2 separate regions of the Sus scrofa genome follow, and region 1 is linked to region 2. The links are chromatin contacts, called in public Hi-C maps. All regions are on one chromosome and are shown on one strand. The core of a region is the stretch at or near the end of the contact, and the rest is flanking DNA. Distances in the headings are between cores, read along the strand shown.

Region 1 (3,178 bases), core at 397-2,896, 75 kb after region 2:
TTCATCCACTTCCACAGAGGGTGGGCATCGTCCCCATTCACACAGATCTTGCTGAACATATCAAATTTGACGTTGTAGCCAGCAGCAAATTCTTTGATCTCAGCATCACTCCCTGGCTCCTGGGCAGAAAGGGGTGCTGGAGGTGAGGGGGGAGGGCCCTGTACCCTCTTTGGACCCAGATTCCTCAGACAGGCCCTCTCCCCACGCCCACACACAAGGACATCCAGGGCAACCAAGACGTACCTGCCTCCCAAACTGGTTGCAAGGGAAGGCCAGAATCCGTAAACCACACTCAGCATATCGGGCGTGCAGGTCGACCAGCTGAGTGTAGTTTACCTCCGTCTTGCCTCATTGAGAGGCCACATTGGTGACGATGCACACGTAGCCCCTGGAGGCGGTTGAGACGGTTAGGACAGGGCTTCGACCTTACCCCTGCCTCCCCAGACCAAGCGGGCAGGTACCCACCGGTACTTGTCCAGGTTCACCATGTGCCCGTCGATGTCCTTGGCTGAGAATTCGTGCATGGAGCGAGCACATCGCCAGTCGTCGCGGGACGCGCACTGCAAGGCAAGGGCACACTGAGCAGCCTGCAGATCTCGGGGCTAAGGCCGCCCGCAACTCTCTCAACCCAGGGTGCCAAAGGGATGAAAACCGGGGCTCTGGGGCAAGGAAAGGGTGAGGCTCCTCCTCCGCAGAGGCGCAGGGCCCCCCGCACAGCAGGTCGCATTTGACCTGAAAGACTGAGACCTAGGCTACCCCGCCGGCGGGTGTGGGGGCCCCGCGCGCACCGGGTCCTGGGACTCGGCGCTGCAGCCGCTCTCCCCGGCCGCGGGCCCCCCCTGCCCAGGGCTCTCGGAAGCCGGCTGCCTTCTCCGGGGGCGCGCCCTTCTGCGGCACAAACGAGCCCTCCGCCTCCGAGGGGCCCTGCGTCGCCGCCCGGCCGGCAACCGGCGCCGCTGGCCACGACGACCCGGGGAACCGGCGGCTGCGCGGCCCATGCCCACCCGTCTTCGGCTGCGCCTGTGCCCACCGAGCGCCACACCCGGGGGACAAAGGGCCGGTAGCCAAGGGCGCGGGGCCGCTCGTCTGTGACGCCACTGCGCGGAGCCCCCGGGCACACAGGGCCGGGGAGGGGCAGTGACGCCCCGTGGCGCGTGATCCCGGATTTCCACCCCGTAGGGCGCCCCCCGCTCTCCGGGCCAGGCGTAGTACCAGTAGCCGACGGCGCCACCCCGTTGCCCCGAGGCAGCAACTCTGTGCGTCAGGGGCGCCCACCCGGGGGTCCTCACCGCCCAGCCTTGCCCCCAGCCCCACCGAACGCCGCCCCCCGTCCCCGACCCAGCCTGGGATCGTGATCGCGGCCCGGGCGCTGGCCACAGCCCCGACGGCCGCGGAGGCGGCGGCCGATTGTCCGCGCGCCCCCTGCCTAATGTTGCCACTGCCCCGCGCGCCGAGAGGCAGGCCGCGCGCCCGCCCCAACGGCCCTCCGGCCCGCCGGTCGGCAGCGCCTAGCTCACCATGGTGCCGGCCAGGCCGGGCACCGCCAGGGTCCCGCAGAGAAGCGTTGGCTTCAGCAGGCGGAACAGGCGGCTAAAGCTCATCGCGGCGGCGGGGGCTCCGGGGAGGCAGCGCTCCTCCCCTCGCCGAGCGGACCAATGGACGCGCGCCAGCGCCCCTCCCCTCCCCGCCCTCGGCCACGCCCTCCATCCCTCTCATTGGTCTTCTGTCACGGGACTGTAGACGCGTGCCTGCTCCAGCCAATGGGAGGTCGGGGTGAGGGGCCGACGGGGGCGGGGCCGGGGCCAGGCTGTGGTTGTGTTGCTGTAGGTGACTGCGCATGCTCTCAGGTAGCTGCGTCCACGCACTCGGTGCGGCCTCTGGTTAAAATCAGTTATCTGGGTGGTTGACTGCTGCGCAGCGCGGTGCCCGACAGATTTAGATACTACAGGAAACCTGTGAGGGGAGGCGGCGGCTGGAACTCTCAAAAAAGTCGCTCCAGCTCCTTGAAAACGGGATTTTCGGAGTCGGTTGTGGCGCAGCGGAAGCGAATCCAACTAGTATCCATGAGGATGCGGGTTTGATCCCTGGCCTCGTTCAGTGGGTTGGAGATCTGACGTTGCCCGTGAGCTGTGGTGTAGGTCGCAGACACGGCTCGGATCCCTTATTGCTGTGGCGTAGGCCGGCAGCTACGGCTTTGATTCGACCCCTAGTCTGGCAACTTCCATATGCCCTTTAGTGCGGCCCTAAAGAGCAAACAAAACAAAACAAAACAAAAACAAACAACTGGAGGTTTTCTTCTTAATGTAAATACAACCACGCCGGATGTTGGAATCCCCCCTACTCAGGCTGCGAGGTCTCTACAGGGCGTGAGGGACACCTGCGGCTGTTGCATCCCTGCTGCAGGGTACCCTTGGATACCCTTGGACACGGCCTTAGCTGCTTATATAAGCGACACGTGAGCCCTGGGCGGAAGCGAGGGCCCGTTAGCAGTTACCCTGCTGTCCCGCCCCCCTCCCGAGACGACTTGCGCGTGAGAACTCGCAGGTGTGTGTTTAGAAAGGAAAACGCCTGCCCAGAGGAATCTTTTGTCACTTCCAACGTGACACAGCATGTGTGCACGCGGATAGCGATGGAGCTCCCGCTGGCTTGGCTCCAAACACAGTTCCACTCAAGGCGCAGGAGTTTGGCCACAGCCTGGAGGGAGAGAAGACCCACCCCATTCTTGGGAACTGAGACATGAATTCCACAGCCGGCCTGGTCGCCCCCCACCTCAAGCCATGGCTGAACATTGACCTGCAGACAGGAGGGTGGTTTCAGGTTTTTGTGCTGCACAGTCCTTGGGGGCAAGACTTTCTGGTCTGGGCTCATTGGGGGGGGGGGGCATGAGCTCCCTCCCTCTGCCCCAGGGAGCTGAGAGGACTTTTCTGGCAAATGGGACAGGACACCCCCCCCCCACCCTCGCCTCTGCCCAAGCAGTAGCCAGATTGCTGCACTCCTGCTTTGCACAATAGCCTTCACCAGCTTGCTGCCCACAGCCTGGTCAGGAGAGGCCAGCAAGAGCTCTGAAGTCCCCACTTGGCAGGGAGCCCACACTGTCTCGGCTGGGTCACCTCACTTCCCAGGAACCTCTCCCCCATTTCCCATCCCGCTGCCTGCCATGGCAGTACTGGCTGTACAT
Region 2 (3,182 bases), core at 328-2,827:
CCCGGGACACCCAACCGCAACAAGCTAGGCTGACTTCGCCCAATTATCCAAGCCAGTCACCCACAACCTTCCCGGCGGTTCAGCTCAGGTTCTTAAGGAAAGGGAGTATGGAAGGTAGAAACGGAGAAAAGAAGGGAGGGAGGAAGGAAGGATTGAAAGAAGGAAGGAGACCTCACCCCAACCCAGGAAGTCGGCACTTACTTCTTCACATTGGCCTCCCCGTTGGGGATCCTTCGCAACTTCTTCTTCTTGAGGATTTTGACAGCTCTCCTGCACAGCGTTTCTGAGTCCAGCACCTCCTTCACTTTGCCATACGACCCCTCCCCCAGCAGGTCCCCCATCAGGTACTTGCCGATGAGCTTGGCCCGCTTGCGGCGGGGCTGGTAGATGACCTCAGTAGAGTCGATGCGATGGATGAACGTGTCCATCCCCACCGACATCAGCTCGCCCTCTGTAAACATGCCCAGCTGCTGCGGGTCCGCCACATCCATCCTGGACCCTAGGGCTCCGACTCCCGCAGGCGATCTCTAATCCCCTTTGTGTACTTCCTGGTGAGCGGTTCTTCCTTTTGTCCCCCCTCCCCAAGATTCCCTTCTCCAAAAATAAAAGTCACAAAATCGCAAAAAGAAAAAAAAGAAAGAAAGAAAGAAAGAAAAAGAAAACCCTTCTTGGAAAAGAAACGATTGTACTGAACGTGAGTTCAAAAGGCGCGCCTGGTCCAAAGCCCGGACACCCGGGTGTGTGCAGCGTCCCAAGTTTTGCGGCCGCCCGGCCTCACAGTTTTGAGGCGGGCCGGCGCGTCCACGGGGGCCCTCGGGAGGCCGGTGGGGCCGGGAAGTGCTAGGTCATCCTCCAGGGACTTTAGACCCTCGAACGAACACGGACGCGGCCGGGTCGAGTCTTCTCCGCGCCGTCCATTACTAGCGAGCCATGGCGCGCGCCCGGGGCCCCGCGCAGGCCGGCCCCGGGGCCCCCAGAGCCGGGCAGGCGAGCTTCGCTGGGGATCCGGCGCGCTGCTCGGGGGCGGCTCCCGCCGGCCCCGCCGGCCGGGGCGCCCGAGACGCCGGCAGGTGCGTGTCCGGAGCGCACGGGGAACCTCTGTTTGGCCCCGCTGGCTCCCTCCAGCGCCGGGACTGCCCGGGGCCCGCCGGCCGCAGGGAGCGACCCCCGTCGGAGTCGGCCGCCGCCCGGGCGTCCGCACACCGGCCTGGGACCCCGAGCGGCCGCGCGGGCCCGGAGGGCGCCGCGCCCCAAACGGCAGCCCGCGCTCGGTCTGCGCCGGAACTCCGTCGGCCGCGGAACGCGGGGCGCGTGGAGCTCCGGGCGGCTGAGGCGGCGCAGGCCGCAGGCGCCGGGCCGGGGTTCCTGAGGCCGCCGGGGTCCGGGTGGCCCGTCCCCCGCCGCGGCCGCCGCGCGCGTGGAGCAGGCGGGGCGGCGCGGGGGCCCAGCCCATGCAAGGCGGCCGCGCTGCCGGCTGGCGCCCGCCGCCGCTGCCGCCGCGCCCCGCCTCACTCGAGGGCGCCCCGGGCCGCCTCCCCCTTCCGCGCCCTACACGCCGCCGCCATCTTGTTTATCTCCTCCCCCTCCCTGCGCCGCCGTGCCGCCGCACGCCCGTCGCGGACCCGCCCCTCGCGGCGCCGACGTGCACGTCCGTTGGCCGAGCCGCCTGGCCTCGACCCCCGAGGCGCGCCCCGCCGCCGCTCCTATTGGGCCGTTTGGATCCGGGCGGGCGCCCGAGCGGGGATTGGTTCCCGCTGGGCCCCGCCCCAGGGGTGGATACCGTTTGTTCATTGGCCTGAGGAAACGCCCGTCACGGCGAGGGGGCGGAAAGCAGGAGCCGGGAAGCGAAACCCGGGCGTTGACCTGGGAGGGGTTGGGAGCCGAGGTCGGAGGTCTGGAGTTCTAAAGTCTTCCATGGGACCGGGCGAGTGCAGTGCTCCTGGGCGGGGGCCGGGCTCGGGGACTCTGGTGCCCCTGCCTGGGCTCCTCAACCGAAACCCCGTTTGAGGCGAGGTCAAGGGTCAAAAAGTAGCCAAAGTGTACAATTCGAGGCAAAAAGCCTTTATTAAGTATCTCAGGCCAGATGGGTTGAGAAGGGCTCTGGATGATTTCTGCCCCAAAGGAATTCATGGGCTAAAACTCAGAACCCAGCTGGGATGGTGCCAGCAAAGTGCTTTGGGTGAAAAACAGAGTTGGCAAAATATGGCTTGATGAGGTGGAAAATACTTCCAGGCCTGTGTTTTTTAACCTGTTTTGCTTTTTGTTTGTTTGTATCACTACGTTCTTATTTTGCTGGGGCAAACTGCTTGTGAAACCTTGGGACTTGACACCATCAGATTTGGGTTCCAGGCTGGGAGTTCTTGACCCAACACCTGTGCACTCCCTAAGACTATGTGTGAAATGGAGCTCACCAGTATACACGTTCTTGGGGACATCCATGTGTCTCATCGGATTCTCAAATACCCAGAGAAGGGGGATTGCTATGGCTTTGAGGGATAGGAGTCCCAGGTCACACCAGTGTACCAGCCAGCCCTAATCAGAACATGGGAGTTAGCCCCAAATTCCTAAATCATAAACCAGAAACCAATGAAATACAACGGAAAAAGGGTAATGAAAACCAGGAGTTCCCCAGTGGCTAAGCGGGTTAAGGATCCCGTGTTGTCTTTGCTGTGGCCAGGGTTCAGTCCCTGGCCTGGGAACTTTCACGTGCCGCAGATTTGGGGTGGGAGTGGGAAGACTAAGGAAAGTCAGTGAAGCCAAAAGACTGTCTTTGAAAAGATCCAGAAACTTAATTAAACTGTAGCCAAATTGGTCAATAAAAAAAGATGGCCAATATTGAAGTAAGAACTAGAGAAACAACCTCCCCCCCCCCCCGCCCCCGCCGCCCCTGGCTGAAAAGGCAGCTACGTGCCTGTCAGCAGCTTTGCTTGCCACATACCACCTTTCTTGTAATCATGTAGCAACTACTTGCCTTATGTCCTTGCTAGCAGCCCTGCTAATCATGTTCCAAGCATTGCTTGTCAGCTTCTTAGGCAAGAACTCTGTCTGCTCCAGGAAGGTGGAGGGCCGGAGCTGCTTGCATGGGAAAACATTAAGATCTGGAAGTCTGTATTGCATAAAAGTTACTCAGGGAGTTCCCGTCCTGGCACAGGGGAAACGAATCCGACTAGGAACCATGAGGT

Evidence for each region. Hi-C and Micro-C count contacts between places; a contact is called where the count stands out from the background.
Region 1: a contact with region 2 is called in a Hi-C map of liver, with 3 times the contacts expected there. The contact joins the promoter of GPX4 here to the promoter of STK11 in region 2. A contact is called at or near these places in 3 of 5 promoter capture datasets (fetal skeletal muscle, liver and skeletal muscle), 24 of 47 Hi-C or Micro-C datasets (alveolar macrophages, blood, embryonic fibroblasts and 8 more) and 2 of 2 datasets of contacts at active chromatin or transcription factors (alveolar macrophages and skeletal muscle).

What each region holds. Positions count from the first base shown.
Region 1 is chr2:77,322,285-77,325,462 of Sscrofa11.1, forward strand. GPX4 (glutathione peroxidase 4) reads right to left here and starts at 1,647. Exons shown (of 7, transcript NM_214407.1): 1 at 1,518-1,647; 2 at 466-560; 3 at 244-388; 4 at 1-119. The coding sequence starts at 1,601.
Region 2 is chr2:77,247,745-77,250,926 of Sscrofa11.1, forward strand. It overlaps STK11 (serine/threonine-protein kinase STK11), which reads right to left and starts at 1,578. Exons shown (of 10, transcript XM_021084263.1): 1 at 202-1,578. The coding sequence starts at 491.